Regions from separate parts of the Rattus norvegicus genome. Here region 2 is linked to region 1. The links are chromatin contacts, called in public Hi-C maps. All regions are on one chromosome and are shown on one strand. The core of a region is the stretch at or near the end of the contact, and the rest is flanking DNA. Distances in the headings are between cores, read along the strand shown. Region 1 holds the start of Rxylt1 (ribitol xylosyltransferase 1). Region 2 holds the start of Avpr1a (arginine vasopressin receptor 1A).

Region 1 (7,661 bases), core at 1,863-4,362:
TATAATGATGTTTGTTTACATATTAGTCCTCCAAGGCACAGAACATTACATATCCACTTACAGTTCAGTGTATAAAATGTGGAACATGAAGTTTTCCATATCACCAGCCAAAAACAAAACAGAAATAAGACTCCAAAACTTATTCTACAGACCTTTAATTTTGTTTTTTTGTTTTTTTTCCCAGTATTGGGGACTGGCTCGAGGACCTTGCTCATGCCAGGCAAGTACTCTACCACTGAGGTTCATGGCCCGCTCTCCCTCCAAAATTATTCTGTAATGTCCAATTTATCAAGAAAATGTTTAATGAAGCTTGAGCGATGAACACATATTTCCAGGATTTATTTCTGTATTTTTCCCAAGCTGAAGGGGAAATGACTTGTAAAAGTGTATTTTCCTCTAGTAGTTACATAAAACATCACATAGCAGTACAAGGTTAACATTATCCAATGAGTACCTGTAATGTGTTCTTCCTACAACTGACTGTCCTTCCCTCCACTGAGCAGTCACATCAGCAGGAGCGAGAGTGCCTTCAAAAACATGTTCCCAGAGATAGAGACCTGGCAATCATAGAGCAAGCATAGAAACATCTGCTGTTTTATCCACGTTAGTATGTCAAAAACTGTTTTGTTTTTTTCTATTTTCCCTGGAAGTTTCTTGCCATGGTCTGCTTGTAGGCAGTGCTATCAAGACAAGCCCCAGTGGACAATATAGTAGCTAACTGTACAAGGGTCAGACTTCAGGGGTTGTAGGTGTTAAAGTGGATTGTAGTAAAGACAACAAAATATCTTATTTATATTGAGGAATCACTAATGTTACTGAACCTTACTATCCATCATATTTGGAAGCTAAATATGTACTATAAACTAAAATATCATTATTAGAATTAATTTAATATAACTGGAGGGACTAAACATTTTGTTCTGAAGCCAGAGGAGCTCAGCAGTATACCAAAACATGCAGTATGTCAAGGGGACATTACCTCACTAATTGATCAGACATTGTTGAATGCATGACATGAATGCAGACAACTGATACCTTATCCTATCTCTTTAGGACACTCGTGATGCTTTGCTTTTGTTTTATTTGGATGAAAGCTTTAAGAGTGGACAAGATAAGCAGTACCCACAAGGTAATATTAATATGAATTCATATTAATATGAAGTCACAAAACCTTTGAGAACATTGTGTCAATTATATTGAAAGATATATTTTGTACCACTTCTAGTATGCCATGTTGCCAATGTCACCCAACAAACCCAGCACTCAGATAAAGCTTCCAAATGTGTCAGGCTGAAATATCCCCGTTTCTCTATGTTATATCTTAATCTGTAGACCCTGCGACTATTACCTGTCATGGTGGAAGTGTCTCAGTCTGACTAAGGTGCTGAGATAGAAGAAGGCCTTCCAGAGACAGATGACTCTCCTGCCTTGAGAAAGGCGGGGATAAAGTTGTAATGCTTTGAACCACTAAATATGGCGCTTTGTTACAGCAGCCAGAGAAAGCTGTGTGGTGTGGGAGTAGAACATGGGACCTGGAAGTGAGGTGCTTCTGTAGCAAACAGTTAAAAATGAGGAGGTAGCTTTGAAATTGGGAAATGGAGGTGGCTGGAAGAGTTCTCAAGAATATGGTTTTTATTAAACTGCCTTAAACCCACTGCAGAAGAAATGCACAGTCTGTATGGTGAGGAAGACTCAGAAAAGAGGAATGCAGTAGAGAGAACCTACATTGTCTTAAGGACACTGTCAAAAACTGACTGCATTAAACAGTGAAACATATACACTAGTAAGTTCAAGTCCCGCACAGTACACATCACATACTCTTTGCATGCTTTTTCTCTTTACGGTTACTTACCGATGGCAGCTTTGCCCCAGATTTGCACACGATGCTCTATTTTTTCTTTTGTGGATTTGTTTAAGATTTGCAGGCCAGTTTTAATTCTGTGTTGCTGCTCGTTTTTTTCATCTCCTTCCCAAGGATTCCATTCTTCACTCTCCAACGCGGACTGCTCTGTTTTAAAGAAGAGTGACTTCGTTTACCAGTGAGGACTAACTGCAGATAGAAAGTCAAGTCATTTGAATGAGATGCCAGTTTCATCTTCTCTTCAGGCTTCAGAGACAAACAATCAAATTTGAGGTACACGACTGAATAAAAGAAAACAAGCCATTTTTTTTTATTGAACCATCTCTGTCAAAGATTTTAAAAAGTTTAACACCAGATAAGAGAAGTATGTCCTTCACCGAAAACCTTTAGAAATACCTGCAGAAAGTCTATCAAGTCACATGCTTTAGGCTTTTCTGGAGTTCCTTCCTGGTTTTATGTAAGTGACCTATTAGTAGCTAGTCTTGAGCACACTGTCTCCACCAATTTCATACACAACTGTGTAAAAAAAATATTCTGCGCAAGGGAGTGGGAAAGGACTGCAATTCCAAAACAAATCACAAACACCAAGCGAGGCTCACTGCTGTAAATATAAATCACGGACTTCCGAAGTCACGTGGTCGGAAAAGCCCGTGTTTAACAAGGGAATGGAAGCTTTAAACTCAGCCTGCAGCATTTCTGCCAATCTCCGGCCTCTGAAGCATGCTGAGGGTCTACACCACATTTTAAAGGCCTGCGTGCGCGCCACCAGCCTCGGGTGGCCACTGTTGCAGGAAGCTCGCCCAGGATGAGCAGAGCTTCCGAGCCGAGCCCAGAGCTGGCTCCCGGGGCTGAGGACCCCGAGAGATCCGAGATCCGAGCCCCGAGCCTTGGCCCGCGTGGCTCATCGGCGCAGAGCCCGCTGCCCCGCATCCACGCACACGGCAGGGCCCGTAGGCCGCTGCTCGGTCCTGCCTGCGTCCTACCTCGGCCGCGCCTCTCCTTCGCTTGCGCCGCTGTCTTCCTGGAGCCCCGAGAGGTCGCGCCCGGCGGCCGGCGGCGGCGCCCGAAGAAGACGTGGTAGGCGGCGTAGATGGAGAAGAGGCAGTACAGGGCGACGAGGAGCGAGCAGAGCCGGGTCCGCGTCAGCCGCATCCCACCGCGGCTTCCCGGCTCCGCGTCCTCGCTTCCACCTTAGGCGTGAGGAAAAGCTTTGGTCCAGGGTTGCCGCCCTCCCTGTGGGCTAAGCCGGGAGAGGGTCCTCAGCGTTCTGTTTCCGCTCTCCGCCCCGTCTGTCCTCAAAACAGCTCGCCTACCCCACAGCTCCCGAAACACAGGCCGCAGACTGGGGCTGGCTGCGGACCTCAGACCCCGCCTCCTTACAACCAGCCTCCCTCAGGTCCCACCTCTCCACCCTCAGCCTCCCTCAGGCCCCGCCTCCTCACCCTCAGCCTCCCCCAGGCCCCGCCTCCTTACCAGCGTCCCCTAGACCCGGCTTCTTCACCCTCAGCTGCACTCAGGCCCCGCCTCCTCACAACCAGCCCCTCTCAGATCCCGCCTCCTGTCTCATAGCCTCACTCAGACCCCGCCTCCTTACCATCAGTCACACTCAGGCCCCGCCTCCTCACCCTCAGCCACACTCAGGCCCCGCCTCCTCACCCTCAGCCGCACTCAGGCCCCGCCTCCTCACCCTTAGCCTCACTCAGGCCCCGCCTCCTCACCCTTAGCCTCTCTCAGACCCCGCCTCCTCCTTCACAGAGACCCTCCTTCCACATTCACAGCCTCACTTAGGAGACTCAGCCTCATTTTTCCCAGCTTCACACTCTGCGCATTACTCTTAAATTCTCTCAGACCACGCCTCCCCATCTCCTCTAGGAACACCAGATCAGTGCTCAGAGTTCTGATCAGCCTCATCTCCTTGCACAGCCCCGCCAAGGTTAGTCTCCAGCGTCCTCCCTTGACCGGGACTGTTTCACTTCTAGCTCAGCTCTGCTCAGACCCTCAGGGCAGCTCCTCCGGAACAAAGGACGCATCTTATCCCCGTATGCTCCCCCACCCCTAACACACGCAAAGCTCTCCTCTCCTGCTGCTGGCTGACTGTAAATTATACATATATCCGTAAAACTCCCAAAGTACACACCGTTGTGGTATTGGCTGAAAAATGTTCCCTCCAGTTCATCATTGTGATAGAAATTCTCAAGGGGTGTCTTAACAACCCAGAGATTTTCTTCACAGCCTGGCCAGCCTTTGTTTCCGAATCTTTGGTAAAAGATTCCTGGGCCGTGTAAGAACCTATACGTCACTAGCTGTAGCTGTGAAATTAGGCTACATCCATGCATAACTATGTATATCTTTCTCTATACATCAGCCCTGTTATGTCCTTTAAGGGACACCATAGAAACTAGGATTTCTCTTCTCCCAGGAATCTTCCCCAACATGGACTACCTGGAGCTGGCTAGTAAGAAAGTCTCTGACCTGACTTGTGGGACAGTAGGTCACACGATATCTGCTTCAGCTTCATCAGGACCTCAGCCCCATGCCTAGGGACGTGGAGTGCTGCTGGGAGGCTGGGGGACAAAGTCTAGACAGGCCTTGCTGGAGACCCCTCCTAAACTCCCCCCCCCTCGTCCATCACACCCTTGTCCAATAATTTTTAGTGTGATTTTGTGATTACATTTAGTGTGATAACAACAACCCAGTAAAGGTTTTGAGTGGCCCCGAGTTCTGTGAGACACTAACAAATTAATTGGCTTCATGGAGGGGCTCATGGTTTATCAGACTCTCAAGGCCGGGACTCGTGTCCAGATCTGGAGTAGGGGTTGTCTGTCTTGTGGATTGAGCCTTCAACTTGTGACATGCAGAACATGTCAGAACTTAAAGGACACCTGGCTTGTGTCCATTGCAAAATTTCTTGCTTGGTGATGGGGACACACCCCACACGTTCGGACATCATGAAACCAGTCTGTGCCCAGTGCAGGGAGGGAGGTTTGAGCCGTTTCCCTTTACACGATTGATAGGTTGTATATGTTTATGTGTTAAGTTCGTAAGCCTCAGACCCAGTAAGGGATAGTTTTCTGTGTATAATGCTGCTAAATATAAGCAGAGAGACTCTTTAGGAACTTACTGATTTGGAAGACAGTGAGCAGAATGTATTGCTTTCCTTAACCAAACAAGACAATAGATACTTCTGATCAGTAGTGTGTATTCACAGGCCTTCAAGACGACTCAACTGGTAAATCCACTTGTTCTGAAAACCTGATCCCAACTGGAAGGAGAGACGGAACTACTGAAAAATAGTACTCTGAACTTCACAGCCCTGCTCGCGCACACACACACAGGCACACATGCAAATAAGATAAAATAAAAATTAAAAGAAAACTAAGAAAAGTGGTATACATTGTGATGGTTTGCATATGCTTGGCCCAGGGAGTGGCACTATAAGGAGGTGTGGCCTTGTTGGAGTAGGTGTGTCACTGTGGGCATGGGCTCTTGCTAGCTGCCTGGAAGTCAGTTTTCTCCTGTTTCCCTTCAGAACAAGATGTAGATCTCTCAGCTCCTCCTGCACCATGCCTGCCTGGATGCTGCCCTGTTCCTGCCTTGATGATAATGGACTGAACCTCTGACCCTGTAAGCCAGCCTCAATTAAATGTGCTTATAAGAGTTGCCTTGGTCATGGTGTCTGTTCACAGCAGTAAAACCCTAACTAAGACACATATCTGCTAGACTGAGGTTCTTTTTAATTTTCATTACACTTTGCTTTATGTCAAGATTGTTGTTAGGGTTCTGTCAATGGACTGGGTAATGCTCCCGCTTTTAAAAAATGTACCCAGATCATGTTAGACAACATGGAACTACTAGCTTCTTGGAAATTTGATTGTGCACTTCAGTAATGTTACTTGACCCTAGAGTTACTTCTGGGGACAATTCTTTAGTAATACTGTATTTGTGTTTATAATCTCTTTTTTAATTTTTCATTTTAAAGACTACAGTTTAGTCCTTCAGGGTCAAAATGATTGAAAGGTATCCAGTCTTCTCCGCTTGCTCCTTCTCCTCCTCCTCTCTGTCTGTCTGTCTCCCCACTTTCATATAGTTCAGGTTTGCCTGAAAAATGCTAAATGGTGGAGGATGGCTTCCTGCTTCCACCTCACAAGTTCTAGACTGCAGTTGTGTGCCTGGGCCTTCTGGCTTCTTAGGTTTTCAAAATTTAGATTGTTTGGCTATGTTCTCTAGGGTCTCAGAACTTATGGACTGTCTCTATATACTAAGGGAACTTGTGATGACTTACAGCCTGTAGTCTAACTACCCCAACAATGGTCAGCTGTGAATGGGAAGTCCAAGGAGCTGGTAGTTGCCCAGTCCTATGAGGCTGGTTGTTTCAGCTGCTCTTCTGTAGGTGCCAACACATGTGTTGGCAAACAGGTGAAGAGTGACTCCTCCCTCTTCCAATGTTCTTATGTAGGCCTCCAGCAGAAGGTGTGGCCCAAATTAAAGGTGTGTACCACCATTCCTCAATCTAAGATTTGCTTTGTCCCAGGCTGCCTGAAAGTCAGTTTCTGCCCAAAACTCAGAGATCTCCTTGCCTCAGTCTCCTGGGATAAAAGAAATGTACTACTTTGCCTGGGCCTAAGCTTTTCATGGCCACTATACCTCAAGATCTCCGTGCCAAGACCCAGGTCAGAAACTTGTGTCTCCCAGCCTCAAGATCTGGATCACAGGTGAGCCCTCCAATTCTGGGTTGTAGTTTATTCCAGGTATAGTCAAGTTGACAACCAGGAGTAGTCATTACAGGCTATTGTTGTTGTCTCTCCTTCCAACAATATTTGGGTTCACCGGTTTAACCCATTAGGCAACCATTAGCTTATGCGTTGGTTTTTATTATATTGTTCCCTTTGTTCACCTGTTTGCTATTTTCTCCTAAAATCTTTACTTGGACAGTTGGGTTAACTCTTACCATTGCTCCTTCACCAAACTAGAGATCTACTGCTTCCTTGATGGCACTGGCTGCATTCTGAAAGCGGTGATTTTGCTCTAATTTGACTTTCTTTGTTTTGATCCAGAATTAAAACTAGGAAAGATAGTACATGCTGTTTAATTTACCGCATGGTCAGGACTTTGTGGTCAGGCTTCTGATTTTGTCAATGAGATGGTTGACATCGTGCCTCATCCTCTTCTCCCTGGTTAATAATGAGGACGGATAAGTTTTAATTCTCTGCTTTTCACATTTCATTTCAGTTCCCATGAAATTTAGAACTTGTGGCATTTCTTATTTCACTCACGTTTCCATAGAACAACAGTTCATCATCAAACACAGTGAGGGCAGTGGTGGTTTGAAGGAAAATGACCCCTGTAGGCCCATGGGGAATGACACTATCAGGAGGTGTGGTCTTGTTGGAGTGGGCGTGGCTTGTTGGAGGAAGTGTCTCACTGATGGGGTGGGCATCGAGGTTTCAGAAGCTCAATCTGGGCCTAGTGGCTTACTCTCCCTGCTGATCCAGATGTAAAAGTTTAAACACCTTCTCCAGTACCATGCCTACCTGTACGCAGCCATGCTTCCTGACATGATGACAGTGGACTGAACCTTTAAACTGTGAGTCAGCCCTAACTCAATGTTTTCCTTTATAGGAGTTGCTGTGGTCACAGTGTCTCTTCACCCTAACTAAGACAGGAACTTGCACAGGGCGGGAACCTGGAGTCAGGCACTGATGCAGAGGCCATGGAGGGATGCTGCTTCCTGGCTTGCTCAGTTTGTTTTCTTATTAACCCAGGATCACCAGCCCAGAGACATCAGCATTCACAGTGGGGT
Region 2 (7,661 bases), core at 3,298-5,797, 330 kb after region 1:
ACAGGCAGAACACTATACTTAATAAATATAATAGAGGAGGAGGAGGAAAAGGAGGAGGAGGGGAAAAAGTTTGCGAAGGGGAGGGGGTATGGGGTAAAGAACTCTGAGAGGGGGGACCGTCAGGGGGAGATGTAAAGAAATATCCACTTCCCCAGATTTGCTCCTCCATTTCTCGCCTACCAGGAATATCAAACATGCCATATCACATTGCAGTAAGACTAAGCACAACCTCTCAATCAGCCCAAACAATGATTGGCCATTCCCACAAGTTCTGAGACACCATTACTCCAGCTGGCAGGACAAATCTTAGGTCAGAGGTTTTACGGCTGGGTCTGTGTTCCAATACCTGCACTAGAAGCCTTGCCTACTTATAGAAGATAACCAGTTCCGACTCCATAGAGATAATAAGTTTTAAAAAAATATATAATAACCAGTCCAGAATTCTCAAGGTGGTATGACTAGAACCAACCCATCCTTTCCAAACATAAATTACTAATACCTAGAAATAAATATCACTAAGATATTATTGTAAGGTATGAATATAAGAACATTCAATAAACCTCTACGGATTTGCTAGGGGCAATGATCTGAATAGTAGACTGCTGGCTCACACCACAGTTAATTTAAAATTGAAGGAGCAAAAACTCACTGTGCACTGCTGATGTAAAATAGATATTAGGATAATACAGAACACCCAATGTTCTCCATTTTCTTAGTCATGAGGGAAAGGAATCTGACAGGTTAGAGAGATGGAGTGGGATATATTGAAATTATCTATGGAGAGTACTTGATCTACTATGACAAAGTCAATGTAGCTTACTTACATGGGCTTTCCCTTCTGTAGGAGAGTAGGTTAAACTTATCTCCAACTTCTAATTTACTGACTTAGTTAAGATCATCATTGGTCCTTGGACATTCTAGACATCAAGTTCTTTCACTCTGCCCTATTTAATCCATGCCTATGGTCCTGTGTCATGTTCATAATACTCATAATGAATAAAGTGAAGGGACTGTGGACAAGCAGGGGGTGTTGGGTGGGGAATCTATAAATAAGTAACTTTAGAAAGCATTGACAGATGAAGTTGGAGAGTTTCAAATCCTTTCTAGGAGCGATGTGGTAGTTTGAATGAGACTGGCCTCCACCTAGGCTCATATATCTGAATACTTGGTCTCTCCACTTGGCAGAACTGTTTGGGGAGGATTAAGAGGTGTGGCCTTGTCTGAGGAGGTATGTCACTGGGTAGAATAGACTTTGAGGGCTCAAGACTTATTAGATTTCCAGGGCTCCTCTTGAATGCCTCCTACTTGCGGATCAGGAAGGGCACTCCTCCAGCTGCTCCTCCAGCTGTTCCTAACACCATGCCTTTTCCCTTCCATCACGAACTCCAACCCTCTGAAACTGTAAGCCAATTAAACATTTTCTTTTGTAAGTTGCCTTGGTCATGGTGTCTTATAGCAATAGAAAAGTAACGAAGAAAAGTAGGCTTCTGGGGAGGAATGGGATGCATACCCATCCCTTTTCCACACATTTGACCATTACAGTCTAATCACTGAAAACACCTTGAATAAAATAATTTAGAGGTCCACTCTTTTTTTTTTTTTTTGGTTCTTTTTTTCAGAGCTGGGGACCGAACCCAGGGCCTTGCGCTTCCTAGGTAAGCGCTCTACCACTGAGCTAAATCCCCAGCCCCTGGAGGTCCACTCTTTAATTTGGAAGAAAAGGTTCAATGAGGAGATTTCGGGTAACATATTTGGTGAGGGTTGCATATTTGAAAAAGAAGACAAATATTTTGAATGCCCATGAAATTGCCAAAACTTGGACAATCACCTATATCATCATCAAGGAAAATATATGAATTTTTTACCAATATTTTAGAAATTGGAGCTTTTGAAACTCAAAGATTAAAATCAAGTCCCAGTGGGTAAGGGAAGAACACCTTTGCTTCCATTAATTAAACATCTGGAGCTGCTGGGTAGAAAAAGAACAGGGGGGAAGAAAAGCAGTGGTGATGCAGGCTTGTACGCGTTCATCTCCACTTTCCTATCATCTCATTTCTTTCCCCCAAACCAGCGAACTGAAATCCCTGGAGAATAAGAGGGAGAAGTTCTTCATACCGAAATGACGAATTCAATGGGCTAGAAGAAAAAGCACAAGATGCCTCAGAAAAGACTGCTGGGTTCTTTTCTCTCCAAACTCTACAATTCCTTTACCCATCTTGGGGAACGTTGGTGGGGTGGGGGTGGGGCTCCAGCAAGTTATGTGTATTTTAATGGTTTTATTTTCTTTTGAATGTGGAGTCAGAAAAAATTGACATTATTTTTTTAAATATGTGAGTTTTTTTTAACTGATTCTGGAATTTGCAACACTTTTTAAACTAATTGCTAGACCCTATGACATCCAGAAGAGTGTCATGTAGATGCATATGTATTTGTGTGTGTGCACGCACACACACACAAACACCATATACCTACATATGCACAAATATGCATACACACACAAAGGCATGTATGTGTGTATATATGTGTGAATATGGGTAGCTGGTAATGTTATTGGTGAATAATATAATATCTTCCAATTGTATCTACTGATTCAACCTAATTACTTACTTTTATGAATTGGACACTTGAACACAATTTGCTTGTTGTATCAAATGCTTAACACTTGTGAATTCCTGAGAAGCCACTTACCCTCTCTTTGGGGTAAGACTACCTATTCCCTCTCAGACGGAAACCTAAAGTCCAAACGTGTCAGCCCAAGAGCTATAAAACTGCTGGCTCGGACCAGTGGACTGTTTTTGTTCTTTTTTTTCCTCAGACAAGTGGGATTTTTTTTCTTTTGTTTTCTTTTCCTCAGACAAGTGGTTTGGAAACCTTTCTTGTACTTTCCCCACCATCTTGAAGAAATGCGCCACTGAGCTCCATTTTCACAGAACCTCTCTCTCCACTGGGCTGTGGCATCACTTGATCCTCCATTAACTCCATAAACGAGAGCACCACATACTTTCATTCCCAGTTGTAAGATGCATAGACAGAGGCTGATCTAACCATGATAAAACTTGACTGACTCAATATGCCAAGCCCCTGGCTCTTATGTCATGGCCCTGGGTTTCTATACTCATGCATGGACTTATGTAGCAAAACTAACCTCACTGAAGAAAATCTTTTATGATTGTACTTCACAAAAGAAAACATTTTCCAGAAGCTATTAGGCTTGTACTATTGACACAACACACCAATGCTCTGACCAAGAAACTCGAGTTCCTGTCCCTTCATCTGTACCGTGGGTTTGTGTTTGTTTCAGCTTCAGAAACAGCGCCCCCTGCTGTCCTTGGTAGCATTCTCTCACCAGAGTTGGACAGCTGCTGGAGTCTCTAGGGTGTTTGTCTCCACAGCTGGACTCAGAAGGCCCGAGCAAATAACTAATTACTGGAGGCGGGAGTAGTCTTCTTTTCTTCCTTCCAAGTGCCTCGTTCCCTCTCCCTGACTACAGACAGACACAGACAGACAGACAGACACAGACAGACAGACAGACACGCGCGCGCGCACACACACACACACACACACACACACACACACACACGACAGAGATGTACAGAGAGAGGGAGAGGGAGAGACAGAGACAGACACTGAGACAGAGAAAGACAGACACACACACAGAGGAAACAGAAACAGAGACAAAGATGCACAGAGGGAGAGACGGAGACAGAGAGACAGCATAGACACACAGAAAGGGGGTGTGGAGGGGCAGTGGCAGGCAGGCAGGCAGGCAGACAGACAGACAGACAGACAGACAGACAGACAGACAGACAGACAGACAGACAGATGGAGGTAGACAGGCAGACCAGACACTGATCCTCAGCTCTCTCCGTCTGCTCCAAGAAATGTCAGCAGGATTTAGTCATTTAACTGGAAATGTCTCCACCAACCAGTGCAGCCCAGCTCTTGTCCCCTGCAGCTTTGGGAATTGGACTTCCTAGGGAAATGTCCACCGTTTCGGGTTCCCACTCAGTGTATGGAGTCAGCACGGTAGATTACACACACCCAGCAAGAGGACTGAAGGGTACAAGTGAGTGGGCCTTTCCTGTCCGCGAACGAAAGCAGGGTGAGGAAGTCACCAGAGAGGGAAGTCACGCGATTTTTATCCCCAAAGTGCAGGGGCAAACCGTGTGGGGAATAAAATCAGCCCGAGCGACCAGCCTAAGGAACCGTGCGCACCGGGCAGGGAACCTCAGGGCTGGGCAGACCCCAAGTCCAAAGTCTAAGGGTGCTGAGTTCGCAGGGACAGCAGACGATTTTACTACACCTGTTGACGCGCTACCTGGCTTTACATTCACTTATAAAGGAGGCTGGAGAAATCCTAAGAGCCCAGAGAAGTTTGGGGCAGCTCGGGAAAGCATCCTGCTCTGCAGAGGAATCCAGGAGTCTCAGCTCCACCCCTGCAGCAGTGAGGCAAAAGGGACAAATCACCAACGACTTGGAGGGGGTGGGGGGTAGGGGGTTGGGGACGGTCTCCAGCCACTAGGACGTGAGGGAGCGCGTCCTGAGGCAATCTAAGACTGCGCTGGGAGCTCAGAGAGTGGGCCCCCCTGCCTCAGGACCAGACAGAAGTAGGGACATGTTTGAATATCCCATTTAAAACCACTCTGCACGCACCGGATTGCGCAGCCTAGAGACGGAGGGAGGGAAGGAAGGACAGAGCGCAGAGCTTAGAACTCGGATCCTCCGGTCCTCGGTGGAGAGGAGGAAGCAGCCCACGGGGCAGGGCCTCCCAGGCTCTGTACGGACAGCATGAGTTTCCCGCGAGGCTCCCAGGATCGGTCCGTGGGCAACTCCAGCCCGTGGTGGCCTCTAACCACCGAGGGCTCCAACGGCAGTCAGGAGGCAGCCAGGCTTGGGGAAGGTGACAGCCCGCTGGGGGACGTACGCAATGAGGAGCTGGCCAAACTGGAAATCGCTGTGCTGGCAGTGATTTTTGTGGTGGCTGTGCTGGGCAATAGCAGTGTGCTGCTGGCGCTGCATCGCACGCCACGCAAGACATCCCGCATGCACCTCTTTATCCGACACCTCAGCCTGGCAGACCTGGCGGTCGCCTTCTTCCAAGTATTACCGCAGCTATGCTGGGACATCACCTACCGCTTCCGCGGGCCGGACTGGCTGTGCCGCGTGGTGAAGCACCTGCAGGTGTTTGCCATGTTCGCGTCTGCCTATATGCTGGTGGTGATGACAGCCGACCGCTACATCGCCGTGTGCCACCCGCTCAAGACCCTGCAGCAGCCGGCGCGCCGCTCGCGCCTCATGATCGCCACCTCTTGGGTGCTGAGTTTCATACTAAGCACGCCACAGTACTTTATATTCTCTGTGATCGAAATCGAGGTGAACAATGGCACTAAAACCCAAGACTGCTGGGCTACCTTCATCCAGCCCTGGGGTACCCGCGCCTACGTGACCTGGATGACCAGCGGTGTCTTCGTGGCACCTGTGGTCGTCTTGGGTACATGCTATGGCTTCATCTGCTACCACATCTGGCGCAACATCCGCGGAAAGACAGCGTCCTCGCGACACAGCAAGGGTGACAAGGGCTCTGGGGAGGCCGTGGGTCCCTTTCATAAGGGGCTTTTGGTTACACCTTGTGTCAGCAGCGTGAAGAGCATTTCCCGCGCCAAGATCCGCACTGTGAAGATGACCTTTGTGATTGTAAGCGCCTACATCCTTTGCTGGGCGCCTTTCTTCATTGTCCAGATGTGGTCAGTCTGGGATGAGAATTTCATCTGGACCGGTATGTACTGAGACTATGAAAGAGACGTGTGTGTGTGTGTGTGTGTGTGTGTGTGTGTGTGTGTGTCTGTGTCTGTGTCTTTGTGTGTGTGTCTGTATGTCTGTGTGTGTGTGATGTGTGATATTTAATAGTACCTGTTTAATAATTAAGGTTCTATATAAGAATGGAAGTCTCCTATGTCCTTATCATGAAAATAAATGAACAAAATTGCAAATTCCTGGGGTCTCCACCACCCCAGGTACATTGGGGCCTAGGACTCAGCATCTGCAGCATATGTAACCCCCCTAAGGCCGCCAGCTGTGCCTAGAGTCACTAGTTGCAAAACACTTGTGACATTTTGCCAAATCACTTAGGCTTCTTGGATATCTCGCCTTCCACCCCATGGAGACTGTGGGAAGTATTCTTAGTGTCCTGGCTACTTTTTGTTGGATTAAGGAAACTGTCATAATTAACAGAAAACTTCTGATGAGACTCTTCCAAGATCAAGGGTAGAGATGGACACACTGTTCTGAAACAGACGGAGAAAGGATTTAAGAAGTCAGGAATTCCAAGTTAGCATTTAGCTCTTCGTTATAATGTTTTCATTTTTCCAACCGTAATAACTTTCTTTTCCTGGCATCCAAAACAGAAGTGCTGTTCAGCTAAATGCATTTGGACTTCCAGGGGGAATTTAACCACAAAACTATTCACGCCACACGAATCCCTCTGCAGTTTATGGGGAACCTTCCCCACCCCAACTGGCTAGTTTCATTTCAGTTTGTTCACAAAACAGAAGAACTCATTTCCCACGAGGCTATTATTTATTTTTTCATCTTGTAATCTACCTTCTTTTAATTAAGAAAAAAAAACTTTCCAAACCAAGTGTGTCACAGAAGAGTTCCTGACGGAAACTCTAGTCAGGACATAAATATCTGGGAGAAGCCAGTCTTTCTGTGATTTTAAGGTTGGAGTATGGAATAAAATGTGATGCATTTTAATATATTATTTTTAAATGCTCATAGATTTCATTTAAATACTTTTTATAGGCTACATTGCCCCTAGTGATAAATGAATGCAAATTCCTTTGGGTTAATGCCCATCACATTTTAAAATTCTGTTTATTGCCTTATCGAGATTTAGACACAATCAGTAAACCTTTCACCTGCAGTACCCACGCTAAAGATGTCTGTTATTTTTAATACCATGCATGGCTCATGGTCATCTGTCACAGATCAATGAATGGTTTGTACCAGGGGCTCTCAACTATCCCAACTCTGCCACCCTTCAATACAGTTCCTCATGCTGTGGTGACCCCCAATCATAAGACTGTGTTTGTTGCTACTTTGTAACTGTAATTTTGCTACTGTTTCGAATTGTAGTATAAATATCTGATGTGCAGCCTGTCTCAGGCGACTTCCATGTAAAGGCTGTTGGTGGCGACCCACGGGTTGAGAACCACCGGTCTACAGTTTACTTAGCCATGACAAAAGTGAGGTGTTAGAAGCCCTATACTGATCAGAAGATACTTGATGTCTGATGGTTCTTATATTTTAATATCAGTGCAATAGTTTCACCGTGAAAACTTTGATACCCATGTAGCTCGCTAGGGGTGATTCACAGAATAGTTCAAAGCCTGTTGGAGTCTCCGAGCTCAGCTACATTGGATTTTGTTTTTGTCTGCTTTAATTTTTGCTTTGTTTTTGTTGTTTGAAACAGGGCCACACATAATCCAGATGTTTTTCTTATTATAATTTAGTTGTTTGGATTACAATCAAGGGTAGTTTCTTTGGAATCAAACCGAATGACAAATGATTCACAAAAATCCAACGGAAGCTCGGATTCTACTTTAAAAGCCCTCTCCCATAGGGTTTTCACTGAAGTCTGACAAACAGCACCTATGGCCTGG

Evidence for each region. Hi-C and Micro-C count contacts between places; a contact is called where the count stands out from the background.
Region 2: a contact with region 1 is called in a Hi-C map of liver, with 2.7 times the contacts expected there. The contact joins the promoter of Avpr1a here to the promoter of Rxylt1 in region 1. A contact is called at or near these places in 11 of 12 Hi-C or Micro-C datasets (the A7r5 cell line, the Rat2 cell line, Schwann cells and 7 more).

The regions. Positions count from the first base shown.
Region 1 is chr7:59,664,860-59,672,520 of GRCr8, forward strand. Rxylt1 (ribitol xylosyltransferase 1) reads right to left here and starts at 3,113. Exons shown (of 6, transcript NM_001024759.2): 1 at 2,845-3,113; 2 at 1,853-2,008; 3 at 455-557. The coding sequence starts at 3,013.
Region 2 is chr7:59,995,196-60,002,856 of GRCr8, forward strand. Avpr1a (arginine vasopressin receptor 1A) reads left to right here and starts at 4,548. Exons shown (of 2, transcript NM_053019.2): 1 at 4,548-5,776. The coding sequence starts at 4,789.